Regions from separate parts of the Callithrix jacchus genome. Here region 1 is linked to region 2. The links are chromatin contacts, called in public Hi-C maps. All regions are on one chromosome and are shown on one strand. Each heading gives the region's core, a stretch centred on a gene start, on an enhancer-like site or on the middle of the called end of the contact. The rest is flanking DNA. Distances are from core to core; before and after follow the strand shown.

Evidence for each region. A called contact is a pair of places that touch in the nucleus more often than the background predicts.
Region 1: a contact with region 2 is called in a Hi-C map of induced pluripotent stem cells, with 5 times the contacts expected there. The contact joins the enhancer-like site here to the promoter of INS in region 2. A contact is called at or near these places in 2 of 3 Hi-C or Micro-C datasets (induced pluripotent stem cells and skeletal muscle).

The regions. Positions count from the first base shown.
Region 1 is chr10:130,229,279-130,233,944 of calJac240_pri, reverse strand. No RefSeq gene overlaps it. Among named protein-coding and RNA genes, the nearest start is that of IFITM10, 89 kb to the right of the region's middle. Within about 2 kb of position 2,269, at least 2 of the 16 cell types and tissues checked have an H3K27ac peak or open chromatin away from gene starts, as enhancers often do.
Region 2 is chr10:129,709,217-129,713,760 of calJac240_pri, reverse strand. It overlaps INS (insulin), which reads right to left and starts at 1,946. Exons shown (of 3, transcript XM_035263736.3): 1 at 1,823-1,946; 2 at 1,427-1,647; 3 at 416-718. The coding sequence starts at 1,908. The coding sequence ends at 579. It overlaps TH (tyrosine hydroxylase), which reads right to left. Exons shown (of 12, transcript XM_078341769.1): 12 at 4,035-4,417. The coding sequence ends at 4,258.

The DNA.
Region 1 (4,666 bases), core at 1,020-3,519, 520 kb before region 2:
AGAGAATGGGGCAAGCTCAGGGCTTGGGGCTTCCCTGATGGAAGCAAAGAAGTCAGTGCGTGAGAATCAAATAAAGGAAACGATTCTCTGCCACCCCCAGCGGCGTGGGCCTGCTGTCCACTCCCTGCCCGGCTCACGCCGCAGCACCCACACGTGCCTGTGGGCCCAGAGGCCCCTGGAGCCCAAACGGGCCTGGGGGTGATTTCAGCCTCTAAGGAGGCCGCCTGTCTCTTCCGGCGGCCCCTGCTTTCACCCGGTGTGGCCCGGCTCCCCTGAGTGGCCAGGGCACGGGTGAGTGGTCATCACCTGAAAAAGCCAGAGGCGGCCTCTGGGGCTGGCCCCCGAGTCCCTTCTTTCTTCCCTGCAGGCTGAGTGCATTAGTTCAAGAGCCTACAGGCACCAAACTGAGATTTTTATAAATTCAATTGTTTTTAAAAATAGCCCCAAACAAGCAGGCTTTCAGCCCTTCCGACCCTGCCGGCTGCAGGGATTCTCGCCCAGAGGCTGCTCCCGACTCATCACCCACGCTCCCTGTCTCTGTCTCGTCTCTGTCTCTGTCTCATCTCTGTCTCTGTCTCTGTCTTGTCTCTGTCTCTGTCTCATCTCTGTCTCTGTCTCTATGTTCGTCTCTGTCTCTGTCTCTTTCTCTGTGTCTGTCTCTGTCTCTGTCTCTTTCTCTGTCTCTGTCTCTGTCTTCATCTATGTCTCTGTCTCATCTCTTTCTCTGTCTCTGTCTCTGTCTTCATCTCTGTCTCTGTCTCTGTCTTCATCTCTGTCTCTGTCTCATCTCTTTCTCTGTCTCTGTCTCTGTCTTCATCTCTGTCTCTGTCTCTTTCTCTGTCTCTGTCTCATCTCTTTCTCTGTCTCTGTCTCTGTCTTCATCTCTGTCTCTGTCTCTTTCTCTGTCTCTGTCTTCATCATCTCTGTCTCTCTCTATCTCTGTCTCTGTCTCTGTCTCCGTCTCTGTCTCTGCCTTTGTTTCTCTGCCCCGTCTCTCTTGCTCTCTCTCCCTTCTCCCTGACTCCTGCTCTCTCTCTTTCCCCCCCTCCCTTTCTTTCCCTCTTTCTCTTCCCCCTCACCCTGCCTCTCTCATCTGTATAATGGGAATGAAAGACTCAGAAATGGCCGCCAGTGTGGCGGTTGGAGCTCAGCCCCTGAGCCGCTACTTGAGGGGACTCTGAGGGCTTCACACCGGCTCAGCTTGTGATGGATGCACAGTGACTGTGGTGACACAGCTGGGCCTGTGCGCACAACCTCACCCACCCAGAAGTCACCTGCAGACACCGGCCCGGGGTCCAGCCCGCAGGGAAAGCTGGAGGGCAGGGAAGCTAACGCCCTTCTAGGGACAGTCTGTACTAAGGAAGGAGAAAGAACTGAGGACAGCCCCTGTGGCCTCGCAGAGGGTTCCCCGCAGCAGCCCCCGCAGAGGCCTCCTCGGCTTCCTCCTCCCTCCTCCCCGCACTTCCCCGAATCCCCCCTCCCTGTGAGCTTTGCCCTCCAGCCTTTGGCTCGGGGTTGTTTCTGAGGAAACACCAATGAAGATTGCAGCCTTGTGATTTCAGGGCTCCCTGTGGCCACGGGGCCTGGGCTATCCGGGCGGATGCAGCTGTCCGCAGACAGGCAGGGGGTGGGGGCCGTGGCCTGCGTGCGCCTCTGTTCCCGTTCCCATCCCCTTGTGTCTTGGGGAGCGCAGGCCTGCTTCCTTGTCACGTTCTTCCTCCTGCGTCAGGAGCCCCCTGGAGCCCGAGGCCCTTTGGGTCTGCTGCACCCGTGGGGCGAGCCTCCTGCCAGCTGGTGTCACGTACTCAGGAGCTGATTTCCCAAAGTTTAGGAGAAAATAGAGATTGTTTGCAGCCGATGGAAGAAGTTCCTTGATGGAGAAGGCCTGGCTGGGCTCCAGGGCCCTGGGCCCATCTCCGGGGCTTCCTGAAGCTCCCTGTGGAAGCTGAGCTGCCAGGCCATCTAGAGCACAGGGCCCTACGGGGCCATCGCTGGCACCGCAGGCGGGGTCCATGGGAGAGCCGCCCTTGCCTGGGCCTCCCCGAGGTCAGACAGCCGCTTGGGTCTCCTGGGAAATGCGTCCCAACCACAGAATGAGGTGTTGCTGGGGTCCCTCTTTCCCCAAGCAGGGCGGCAGTCATGGCCCCCCTCTCTGAGTGGCGTGGGCATCTGTGTAGAGGACTGCCAGGACATGCCCGGGGCGGCACCCTCTGGGACGCTACCGGCTCTATCCCAGCTGCCCGATGCGTGTCTTTCCAGGGCTGATGGGTGCAAAGGCTCCCAGTGCTGGACCAGCAGGGCGCCGGGCAAGGCAGTGCAGCCCGAGGCAGCGCCAGAAGGGGTCGGCTCCCCCAGGCAGGGTCCCTGACAGCCTCATCCTAACGTTCCGTCTGTTTGGATAGGGACAAACACTGCCTCGATCTCAGCCAGGCACCGCTGCAGTTTGCTCCAGCCAGCCAACTGCCCTGAGCGGCGGCGGCCGCAGTTCCGAGGTGACCCCAGGCGAGGGCCGACTGTGCTGTGAGACCTGGGGGTGTGACGGGTGGGTCGGAAGCCCCTGGACCCTCAGTTCCTGGTGCAGGGTGGCTCCTGGGAGTCTGGATCAGGTGTCCCTTCTCATGTGCCTCTCAGGATGAACTGACAGGACCCACCTGGCTGCTCCTTGCTCCGGGTCTTTGCAGCCAACACGGAGGTTTGCAGTCGCCGAGGACGTTTGTCTGGACATTTTGTCCAGTGCCCGAGGGGACAGCTGCAGGCTGGCTATGGAGTCCACATGGGGTCAGCCCTCAGCGGTTTACATGGAAATCCACTCAGTCATATGTCCACACACTGCCACCTTGACTGGCGGCGGGCAGAGGGGAGCACAGTGTCCTTCTCCCCATGGGTCAGCGTCCACAGGCCCTGGATGGTTTAGGCACAGTGAGACCCAGCTGTCTGGGGAAGGCAGGGAAGATGCCTGACACCCGCTCGGATGGTGTCCTGGCAGCAGCCCTGTCCAGAGTCCCGGCTCCTGCACATATGAGATGCTGAGCAGGAACTGACGGTCAAGGTGGGGCTGGCTGCTGTGCTCGCCTGCCTTCTGCCACTGGGGGACGGGGGACCAGGCCTCTTTGCCTTCAGTGGTGGAAGAAAACTCCTGCATGCCACACAGACTCACACGTGACGTGATTTTCCCCCAAAGAAGTTGCCAGAAGACCAGATAAAATAGCAAACCTTCTCTACAGGTGCCCAAGAAGCGCTCGTGGAAACTCAGAAGCCACTCAGGACAAAGCCGACGCCAAACAGAGACGGGAAGAAATTGCTCGCACAGAAGAGTTCGCTCATGTCCTCAGGAGCCTGTGCGGACACAGCCTTAAAGTGTGAAGTGCCAGCCACTGTCATTAAAATGAGAACGAAGGGGGTCCCCATCACCCCCATCATCTATTCTGGTTCTAGCAATGGCAGGAGGACCACAGAGTAACACAAGCCACATAGGAAAATTGCAGCTTGGCCAGGCACCGTGGCTCACACCTGTAATCCCAGCACTTTGGGAGGCTGAGGCGGGTGGATCACCTGAGGTCAGGAGTTCGAGACCAGCCTGGCCAAGATGGTGATACCTCATGTCTACCAAAAATACAAAATTAGCCAGGTGCAGGTGTGGTGATAGGTGTCTGTAGTCCCAGCTACTCGGGAGGCTGAGCCAGGAGAATCGCTTGAACCTAGGAGGTAGAGTTTGCAGTGAGCCAAGATCGTGCCACTGCACTCCAGCCTGGGTGACAGAGCAGCGAGACTCCTTCTGTTAAAAAAAAAAAAAAAGAAAAAAAATTGCAGCCTGCCTGAGTAGGGTGTCCTGGTGGTGAGGTGGGTGCTGCTGCGTTCTGGGCTCACTGCTGACAAATGCCTGAGAACCTTGAGAAATGTTTCAATAGGGCTGGGAGCAGTGGCTCCCGCCTGTCATCCCAGCACTTTGGGAGGCTGGGGCGGGCAGATCACCTGAGGTCCGGAGTTTGAGACCAGCCTGGCCAACATGGTGAAACCCCATCTCCACTAAAGATACAAAAAAAAAAAAAAATAGCCAGGCATGGTGGCCCATGCTCGTAGTCCCAGCTATGCAGGAGGCTGAGGCAGGAGAATCACTTACGCAAGGTTGCACCACTGCACTCCAGCCTGGGCAACAGAGCAAGACTCCATCTCAAAACAAAAAAGCAAATCAGACGGGTTTGAATGTTCCGCAGCCATTTGAGAGCCCCGGTCTGCCCGAGTGTGAGGGAGGCCCAGGGCAGCAGGGATCCCAGTGCTAAGGTCCTGCTGAAAACACTGTCTGTGGGAGGGATGGGTCTCCCCAGCAGCTGAGACTGGTGGCGCCCTTCCCTGCCCCCACCAGCCCTGGAGGAACTGCCCTGGTTTTTTTCTTCATGTGTGTATGGCGGCTCCTAACCGTTCTGCATGCCATCAGCCATCACATATACATCTCCTGCGTATATTATTTGCCTGTATTTCTTTTCTTTCGAGATGTACTTTTGCTGTGTTGCCCAGGCTGGAGTGCAGTGGTGCCATCTGGGCTCACTGCAGCCTCCACCTCCCGGGTTCAAGAGATTCTCCTGCCTCAGCCTCCCATGTAGCTGGGATTACAGGTGCCTGCCACCAAGCCCAGCTAATTTTTGTATTTTTAGTAGAGATGGGGTTT
Region 2 (4,544 bases), core at 697-3,196:
GGACCCGCTCCAGCAGCCCAGCCTCCTTCTTCCACAGGGACTCCATCAGAAATAGCTGTAAAAATGGAACCTGGGAGGGCTAGGTGGGGGAAATGCTGGAATCTTCTCATCCCCTTTCCTCAACAAGGTCTCTGGGGACTCCAAGAGCCCAGAGCTACTGAGCAAGAAGTCATTTCCCAGTGGCCCCGCCACCCGGCCTCTCAAGAGACCCCCCCCAACTCTGAAACTGGACCCTGAGCCCCAGCGCGGGAGTAGCAAAGAGGCAGCCAACAGGCACCACCACTTTGGGGGGCCTGGCCAGTGAGGGCACCTATGGGCATCTAGAGAGTGTCTAGAGAGCTAGGAGGGGCTCATAACAGTGCCAGGAAGCGGGGCCTGGCCCAGGGCCCCGAAAACACACAGACAGCACAGCAGAGCTGGTTCGAGGCTTTATTCCATCACTCGTGGTGCAGGTGCAGAGGGTGCAGGCCGCATTTGAGCCTGCCTGCGGGCCGCGACTAGCTGCGGTTCTCCAGCTGGCAGAGGGAGCAGGTGCTGGTGCAGGTGGCAGTGGGCACGGGGTGGCCTGTGGGCCCAGTCTAGTTGCAGTAGTTCTGCAGCTGGTAGAGGGAGCAGATGCTGGTGCAGCACTGATCCACGACGCCACGCTTCTGCAGGGGACCCTCCAAGGCCGGCAGGCTGCCCGTGATAGAGCCCCCACCCAGCTCTACCTGCCCCACTGCCAGGGCGAGCCACACAGAGCAGGTCCAGAACAGCAGTGAGGAAGAGGACACAGGATGGCACAGTCAGGGAGAGACGATGCCCGCCTGCCCACCAGCCCCAGGTCACGCTCCCACCCCTCTCCAGCCAAGCTGGGCCCAGGTGGAGGAAGGGTGGCTCACACCAGATGTGGACATAGAGGGCTTCAATGCGCTGGGTGGTGCCATGGCGGGAGGCTGAACAGGTACCCCCGGTACGTCTTCCCAGGGCCTGTCCCCAGCGCCTGCCTCATTTCCTGACTTTGGAGCTGTCGTGAAGCCCAGGGACACTGTGGCCAGCAGCCATGTCCTCCTCAGGTGCCATGGGGCGTTTGTGACCCTGTGACCCCAGGTCACCCAGGACTTGATGTACTCAACAAAACACTGGAAGCTGCAGTTTTCGGGTGAGGGTGGAGAAGTGGGCTGCGGGGCACTTGCTTGAGGGGCACATGAAGGGAGGAATCTGCCCTGCCCGCCCTCTTAGGTATCTCGGAGCTCAGCTGCCGAAGCCAATACCGTCCTCAGGCTGAGTTTCTGCTGGGGCCGCAGGGAGCTGGTCACGTTTTAGGATGTGACCAAGAGAACTTCATCTCTTTTTAAAAAGTCCACCTGTTGCCCAGGCTGGGTGGGAGCAGCAGGAGCAAGGGTGGCTGGGGGTGGTGGGGGGAGTGAGGGGCGGTGGGGCTCACCCTGCAGGTCCTCCGCCTCCCGGCGGGTCTTGGGTGCGTAGAAGAAACCTCGCTCGCCGCACACCAGGTAGAGGGCTTCCACCAGGTGGGGGCCGCACAGGTGCTGGTTCACAAACGCCGGGGCTGGCTCGGGTCCCCAGAGGGCCAGCAGTGCCAGCAGGGGCAGGAGGGGCATCCACGGGGCCATGGTGGAAGCACAGCGGCCTGGGAGACAGGCAGGGCTGAGGCCGGCTGAAGGTCAGGTGCCCTGCCCTGGGGCCCCTGGGCTCACCCAAATGCTTCAGAGCCCAGCCATGCCCTCCCACTGCAGAGCTGGGGCCTGGGGTCCAACTGCTCTGCAACCCCCAAGTGGGGCAGCCCTGGGCCCAGGCTGGCTCAAAGGCCCTTGGAACACACCTGCTGGCTGGTCTCCTGCGATGCAGCTGGTCCCGGAGGGCTGAAGGCTGCTGGGTCCCCGCTGGCTTTATAGGCCCACAGCCCATCTTCCCTACGTGCCAACCCTGCCGCCTGGCCCATTAGGGCCTGGGGTGCAGGGCTGGCAGATGGCTGGGGGCTGAGGCTGTACCTTCCAGATCATTTCCCGGCTGCTGGGTCGGCGGGAATATCTCCCTGGTCCTCAGGGCCAGGGAGGGGGTCATTAGATTCTTAACCAGGGTCCTCGTGGCCAGACCTGTGCCTGCTCGCAGCTGGGGGTAAATGTCTCCCGGAGAGCACAGCCCTCATCTGGGCCACTTTCCACATTAGACCAGGAGAGCAGGAGGCTGCAGGGCGGGGTTCTTCATGTTGCTGTCCCCAGACTCCTGCCCTCCATCTCTGGTTGCCTGAGATGCCCCCATGGGTGGGCAGAGGTTGCGGGGTGGGGGAGCGAGAAGGCCCCCTTCCTGCTGGCTGCCCAGTTCCCACCCCACCCCAGGACAGCAGCCCCAGCTGAGGCCCTCAGTTCCCCTGGGTGGCAGGAGGGCAGGACCCAGGGACCCAGGGACGAGCAGCGGGTCCCCAGCAGGCTGCCTGGACCTCATCTTCCCTGTGATCTGTGGTGGCTGCAGGGCTCCATGGGCAGGTGTGGGAAGCACCGTCCTGGCCCCATAGGCACCTTCCTGGCCCCCACTCCTCTTCCAGGAGCCCCTGCCCATTGCTCCTCTCCTGGCCAGGCCCCACGATCCCATCACCCCCACAGTGTCATCTGGGCTGAGCCCTGGGGAGGCAACTGGAGGTCAGCTGGACCCATCGGGAGTGCAAGGGCTCCGAGCCTCATTGCCCGCAGCCCCTAACCACCTTTGAGCGCCAGGGGCAGGATCAGGAGGTCCCAGCAGCAAGAGGGCAAGATCATGGCGCAGGCAGGTTGGGGCATTGTGTGCCCCGAACCCTCTCATCCCTGTGCCCCAGCCTGGCCTCAACTTCAGAGCCCCTGGGGGCCACCCCGAGCTCTCCCAGCCTTAGCATCTCCTGCCTATCCAGTTTGGTAGTGGGCACCAGCTGACTGTGGGTCCCTCCCTTCCACCCCTTCCACCCTGAGCCGTGCTGTAGCAGGACCTGTGATGACTGCCCCAGGATGCCACCATGCTCTGAGGCCCTGCAGTGGGGCAAGACAAGTGTGTAGGGAGAGAGCCTGGATGGGGGTGCTCAGGTGGGAGAGCAGAGCCAGGGGCTGGTAGGGTCAGGGGCAGCGAGGTAGGCACAAGCTCTTCCCCAGGGCTTCCTTGGGGCTCACAGCCCTTCAGAGACACTCCTAGTTGCAGCCTCTAGGTGCCTGCAGGGGCTGGGCTCCGACACGGTGTGTGAGGAACAGACTGCCAGGCTGGGAAGGACTGCTGTGCCCGGGAGGGCCTTGACGGATGAGTAGGAGTTTGCCACGGTTGTCAGCCTGCGAGCTCCAGGACCCCAGCAGAGTGTGGTGGGGCAGCTGGAGGGAGGGAGGGGCATTGAAGGCCAGCTGGTGTCCTGGCCCACCCTGCAGGATGCCTGGGGTTGCTCTCTCTAAGATAGGAAGCGGCACCCGGCTGGCCAGGCCTGGAGGGTGCTGGGTGCTCTCTCTGGAGGACATCTCCCTCTCACAGCAGCCTCCTGGGGAGACAGGCCCAGGGCATCTGCTCAGCCACCAGCTCAGCTGGACTATCCCATCAGCACACGTTCTGGGGGCCATGCTGAGACCCCCCTCAGATCGCAGGTCCTGCTCCAGGTGGGTGGGACATTGGAGCATCTGTCCCTCTCCCCGGTCCTCTCAAGGGCTGGGAGCCCCATCAGCAGGGGGTGCTAGGCCGGCAGGCCCCCCTCTGAGGCCACCCCCAGCCAGCACAGTTGTGACCCCTGCTCCCTGCCAGGCCTGAGAGAGACCCTCCCACTGTCACCTGGCTCCCTACCTCGGGAGGGCACCCAAGGAGATGGGGCAGCTCAGCCAGGGTGCCCGAGGGGCTCAGAGCTGGGCGGGGCCTCAGGGTGAATGGGGAAACTGGCCCCAGAGGGGCCTGCTGCCTAGCCAGGATGATCAGCCATCTCCCAGAGGAGGAAGGAGGCCAGGGCGAAACCTCTGAGTGAGGCTAGGGTGGGGGCGAGGGAGCCTGGGGCTCCCAGGGTCTGTCTTTGCGGCACAGACACGGGGCCAGGCAGGCAGAGGCACACTTTCTTTTATTGTGACAGTGGATGGGGCAGCAGATGGGGTCGGAGCAGGGCAGAGGGCAGCACAGCAGCCTCCAGGACAGGACCTCACCATGGGCACACGCAGCTGTTGTGCTGAGAAGCAGGCATCGGGGCAGCAGAAGCCTGGCAATGGGGAGGGCGTGGGGGGCAGTGGGACCCAGCCCCTCACCAGGGCCCTCGGTGGCGCCCTGAACCTAGCCAATGGCACTCAGTGCGTGGGCCAGGGTGTCCAGCTGGTCCTGGACACCCTCCAGGGAGCGCCGCACGGCCTGGGGACTGTCCAGCACATCGACGGCCCGTGTGTACGGGTCGAACTTCACGGAGAAAGGGCGCTGGATGCGTGAGGCGTAGCTCCTGGGGAGGAGAGCGGCAGAGCCCTTGGTCAATCAGCGGACAGAGTCTGCGGCCTCCAGGAGAGGGGGAGGCCAGCGGCCGCATTTCCACCATCACAGTGGCTCCAAGCTCCCAGGGCTTTTCTGAG